Linked DNA regions of Mus musculus: region 1 is linked to region 2. A link is a contact called in public promoter capture Hi-C data. All regions are on one chromosome and are shown on one strand. The core of a region is the stretch at or near the end of the contact, and the rest is flanking DNA. Distances in the headings are between cores, read along the strand shown.

Evidence for each region. Capture Hi-C pulls out chosen DNA fragments and counts their contacts.
Region 1: a promoter capture Hi-C map of liver shows a contact between it and region 2, with 4 times the contacts expected there. The contact joins the promoter of Marchf8 here to the promoter of Rpl32 in region 2. A contact is called at or near these places in 1 of 39 promoter capture datasets (neutrophils), 1 of 115 datasets of contacts at active chromatin or transcription factors (pancreatic cancer cells) and 1 of 9 other capture datasets (liver).

Annotation. Positions count from the first base shown.
Region 1 is chr6:116,336,664-116,339,376 of GRCm38.p6, reverse strand. It overlaps Marchf8 (membrane associated ring-CH-type finger 8), which reads right to left and starts at 1,355. Exons shown (of 8, transcript NM_001302383.1): 1 at 1,162-1,355; 2 at 887-991.
Region 2 is chr6:115,807,308-115,810,007 of GRCm38.p6, reverse strand. It overlaps Rpl32 (ribosomal protein L32), which reads left to right and starts at 1,265. Exons shown (of 4, transcript NM_172086.2): 1 at 1,265-1,310; 2 at 2,106-2,206. The coding sequence starts at 2,111. Snora7a (small nucleolar RNA, H/ACA box 7A) reads left to right here and starts at 1,905; the gene lies at 1,905-2,033.

The DNA of each region.
Region 1 (2,713 bases), core at 106-2,605, 530 kb before region 2:
AAAGTCTCCAGAAACAAGAAGTTAGGAAAGTACACATGGCTCTTTATTTTAACTTCCTCAGTAATTTCACACTCTGCATACCCTCATTCACTGCATCCAACAGGATATTTCGTTTGATTTTATTGAACATAGGGTCTCACACACTGAATCTCTCAAAATGCAAAATTTTCTTGCTTCAGATTTTCAACATTTAGTTTTTAAAAAAAAAAGTGTCCACATCATTCCATGTATAGTTCATACATTCTTTTTCACAGCACGTGATTTGAGTATTCTAAATGAAGTATTCCACTCCCATTTTGAGTAACTAACCAAGCAAGTACATGTGAAGTCTACTATATAGAAGCACGATTGCAGTCCCTCCTGGGGCTGATCAGAAATACTGCTGTTTTTTCCAAGAGATAAGTTATATATTTATTATTTCTCTAATTGCATAACATATAATCGAACAAAATAAAGAAAAAAAAAAATAATGGGAAGGGCCATACTTCATACGTATCTTGAGACATCATCAAATTAACAAAAACATAAAACGACAAAAAAAAAAAAAAAAAACCACTTCATAATAAATCTTGACAGCTGTATGACCACTGTGTGTCTTTACGTGGGGGAGACAAAGAAGCAGAAAAGGGCTGGCTTTCTTTCTTCCTTTGTTGTTGTTTTTTTTTTTTTTTTTTTTTTCAAATGGGCTTTCAGAGAAGCGTGTTTTCTTTTTAAGGGAGGTTTAGCTGCGTTAAAGATACGTGAGAAGAACGTGAGCCATTATAATCCTCCCCTAATAAATTCCCTATTTAAAAAAACTTGACTCAGATGAAGGAGTCCAAAAAAAAAAAAAAAACATTTTTAAAGACGAGCAAATGGGCGGCGATTAAAATGTAAAGCAGCCTACCTACGCTTTGCCTCCAGCGCTTCTACTAGAGCAGCACCGTCCAGACGCCACGTCAGGCACTCAGACACCAGGAATCCACACTTCCATCTCGGACGGACGCGGAGACTGAAGCAGAGGCAGGGAGGGAGGGTTGCCCGGTGCGCGCCCTCACAGCCCAGCCCGGGCAGGACTTCACCTGAGAGAGCCCGAGACCTTCGGCCGCCCGCCGATAGGGTGACCGGACCCCGCCCCGCAGCACGCGGCCTCTCCCCGGCCCGAGACCTCCGCGCACCCACCTGTCGCGGCCTCCCAGCGGCCACACCCCTGGTGGCCCGGAGCGCGCGGCCCCGCCACGCCGCACCTCGGCGCGAGCAGCTCAGGTGGGCGCGGAGCTCCACGCGCGGCCCGCTTCCTGCATGACCCGGGCCGGACGCAGCAGGGCCGCTGGGTCAGCGCGCAGCCTACACCACCCAGCGAGAGGACGCCGACTGACCGGTCACGTGACGCGCCGGTCACGTGCCCCGCCGCGCCTCAGGCTAAAAGCGTTGCTTTGGCGACCTGGGGCGCTGGGAAGGCGGGGTAGCGGCGGCGGCCGCCTGGTAGACTGGCGCTGGGTGAGGCTGCTGGTAGACTCCGCCCGGCTTCACCTTCTCAGTGTAGAGAAAGGTAAACCTTCCGGTGCGCTAGCAAATGAAGTGGGAGCGAGAACTACGCGGTAAAACGTTTGTGTGTATGGACGAGCAGGGTTTTTTGTTTTGTTTTTTCTCTCACTCCCTAACCTAGAGAGACTCTGAGTGTATATGGTATGGATATGTAAATATGGTATTCATAATTTTTATGAGGATATTTCTGTCCATGTAGACAAGACGTATTTGACTCTACTTTGTCTACATTAAACTCATCCCTGATTATACCTGTACACTGGTGTTGTGACTTGTCCCCACCACAGTACTGTTGGTTGGACCCAAAGATTCTCTCAGAAGCTATCATTCCTAACTTTTACAATTTCTTGACATTCTAATTTTCCTAAGTCACATCTTACAGAAGGAGAGGTTTTGGCCACTGGCAGTTTTATTTATCCAATAATCTTTATTACACGGTACATTCAAGGTATTTTTTTTTAAATTCATGAGAGATTTGTAAGGCAATCCCTGCAGTACTCCACGATTTTCTATTGTCTAGAAGTAAGTCTGTTGGTTTAGCTAATCAGGTTACTCAGCATACTCAAATATGCTGGTCAGTTTGCATACTATGCTGTTTAGAGAGCAAACTGTCAGGAGACAAAACATCTGGATCCATGTAGCAAAGCAAAAAATGGGTCCATTCCTGTAGATCACCTTGAAAGCAACATTCATCTAGAAGATGGAATGGTGAATTTTTTTCGTGCAGATTTTTGCTGTGGGAAGCAGCAGCTACAACCTGAGAGAATCCTCCTGCCCTGGTGGCAGGCTTTCCTATAAGGCAGGACTAAACTTCCATTAGTGTCGTACATGGGCAAGAAGAGTCAATTAAGTGATTTGGGGGTGTGGGAGCCTGCCATCCGAAGTGACAAAGATTTCCAAGTTCTAGAAGTGTCTGAGTAGTTGTGGAGCTGGAAATATTATTTAGGCAAAGCTAGAGTCTCCTAACACAAGGATTCCCTACCCAAGAGATTTCTGAAGCCTCTCTTCATCTAAAACAAAGCTCTGAGTCCTGAGACCAAAATCTTGCATCTGTCCAAACAAGGGAACAAACAGGAAGTGGGAAGAAACCTCTGTACTTAGAAGGTAAAGCTGCTAAAATAAAGAAAAAAAGCAGTTGCTTTGAGGTGACCATTTGCTCAATGCAAGAAGCCTCGTGGCCTTTGGT
Region 2 (2,700 bases), core at 16-2,515:
GTCTTAAAACAAAACAAAACAAAACAAAGGGTGGGACTGGGGTGGGGCCTGGAGAGATGGCTCAGCAGTTAAGAACACTGATTGCTCTTCCAGAGGTCCTGGGTTCAATTCCTAACCACATGGTGACTCACAACCATCTGTAATGGGATCTGATGCCCTCTTCTGGTGTGTCTGAAGACAGCTACAGTGTGCTCATATACATAAATCTTTAAAAAATGAGATTTATTCTATGTGATTGAGTGTTTTGCCTGCATGTATGAGTATGTACCACATGCATGTAGCGCCTACAGAAAAGGGCATCTGATCCCCTAGGGCTGGTGTTAACAAGGTTGTGAAGCAACGCTTGGTTCCTGGGAACTAAATGCCAGTCCTCTGAAAGAGCAACAGTGCTCCACCAAGCCACCTCCCCAGCTCAGGTTTGGTTTTATTTCCTCCTAAGATTATAGAGTTTTCACAATGATCTGTAAAACAAAAGATAAGCAAAATAGACTAAACTCGACCTACCTCTGCTTCCCAAGTGCTGTTATTAAAAAATGTGCACCACCACACCCAGCCAATAGACTATTTTCTTAGCAATATTATCAACCTATCACTTTTTTTTTTCCGAAACAGGGTTTCTCTGTGTAGCTCTGGCTGTCCTGGAACCCTCTCTGTAGCTCAGGCTGGCCTCGAACTCAGAAACCCGCCTGCCTCTGCCTCCCAAGTGCGGGGATTAAAGGCATGAGCCACCACCGCCCGGCTAACCCATCACTTATTAATACATTAGGTACATACCATAAGTAGAGAAGATTTAAACATACAGAAGTCGCGAGGAGGCTCAGTAGCACTTCATAAGCAGGGGTTTGCACATCTGTATATTAGGAAGTTTTAGGACATTTGCTCAACCAACCGCCTAAGGATCTTCGAAGAGTCTCTGTTTTGCTACCTCCCAGCCTCAAGGAGGCACCCTCGGGAACCAACAATTTAAAAAGCTATTGGGCTTCCACTTAGGGCGGAAATAAATGCCCACCTAGCAGGTCTTAGCTCAAAAAAAAACAAAAAACCCAAATTTCTTAAGTAGTCCCAAGAGAAAAATAAATTTTAGTTCACTCTAAGATGTTAATGTCTACTACAGAACACTAGTCCACTAGGGTTTTTTTCAGTATCATTTCTCAGGCACATCTTAGTTTTCTTTAGAGGACCCAGAGCCGGAAGTGCTTCCCTTTTCTCTGCCAGGACCTAAGACTCCGTCCCATCATACCTTGCGCGCCGCCGCCGCCTCTTCCTTCTTCCTCGGCGCTGCCTACGAGGTGGCTGCCATCTGTTTTACGGTGAGTCTGTATCGGCGGCCATCCGCCGCCCGCGGCTTCGACGGGACCCCGTCTCCGGGTGGGGAGGCCTCGGCGGCGGCCTCCGCACCAGCGTGGTAGTGGCGAGCGCGCGCGGGCCTGGCCACTGGCGCTGCTCCGGAGTCTGCCCGGGGGCCGGCATCGGCCAGGGCGGGCTTGCTGCCATGCGGCCCGAGAGTTTCGGACGGCACCCGCCGCTTTCTGCTTAGCTTGTTAGCAGCCTTTTTCTGCGGCGAATCCGAAATCTTAAGTCAGGGAGCTGCCGCCGCTCGCCAGTGAGCAGAAATGCTTTCTGAAGCGCAAGCCCGGCGGAGCAGGTTGTCTGCGCGGGGAGCAGAGAAGGCACCCTTTGGTTGGTGCTCTGAGACGACCGGGAGGGACAGACGGACTGGTGGCGTGTTAGGAGTGCATGGTGGCTTTGCGTATTTAAGGGCGCAACACTTCAAACATAACGAAGCTTAGTGGAGCGGGATTTGCCGCTCCTTCGCCACCAGAGAGACCTGGCTGGGGTTCTGTAAGATCGGTTGCGGTTCTTTGAGGTTCGGAGTGGGTGAGATGAACCACTGACCTCTTGGGATCGCGTCTGGAGAGTAGCTAGTATTCTTCCAGCTTCGGAAGCAAGAGGGAGAGCAAGCCTAGCAGAGGTACCCATTCCATTCCCAGTTTGCTCGGTAGCTGGTGATTGGAAGACACTCTGCAACATTACTCACTGAAGGCCTGAGACGCAGCCCCACCTCCCAGTTTCTTTACTAACTTGGGTCTGACTTTTGTCAAAAGGCATCATGGCTGCCCTCCGGCCTCTGGTGAAGCCCAAGATCGTCAAAAAGAGGACCAAGAAGTTCATCAGGCACCAGTCAGACCGATATGTGAAAATTAAGGTATGTGGTTCTGGGGTGGGGGTTAAGACCTGAGCACACATTTCTCGTTATCGCTTGTCTCTGCATTTTAAAAAGTTCATTTTAAAGATGACACTTTGTTTTATATTTATGCGTTTGAAGGGCAGGGAGAATCACTTTAAGGAGTTGATTCTCTCCTTCCTGTCTTGTGGGTCCAGGTCAGATTTAGTTTGTCTGACAGCAGGCACTTTTAAGTCATCTCTGCACCCTGACCCTGTATTTTAAAGATCTTTGGGGTTTTGTCTGCACACCAGGCACATGCATGCATGGAATTGAACCTCTGGAAGAGCAGCCAGTGCTCTCAACTGCTAAGACCTCTCTCTGGGCCTGCAGATCACCTGTTGGCTGGATGGGCATGCACACCCAGCAGTTCAGCAGTTAACTGATCCCTCCTCCCTACTTAATTGCAATGGAAGATGATGTTGAAATTCCAGTGCAAGTGCTAGGGATGGAGCCCAGGGCCCTGTGCATGCCAG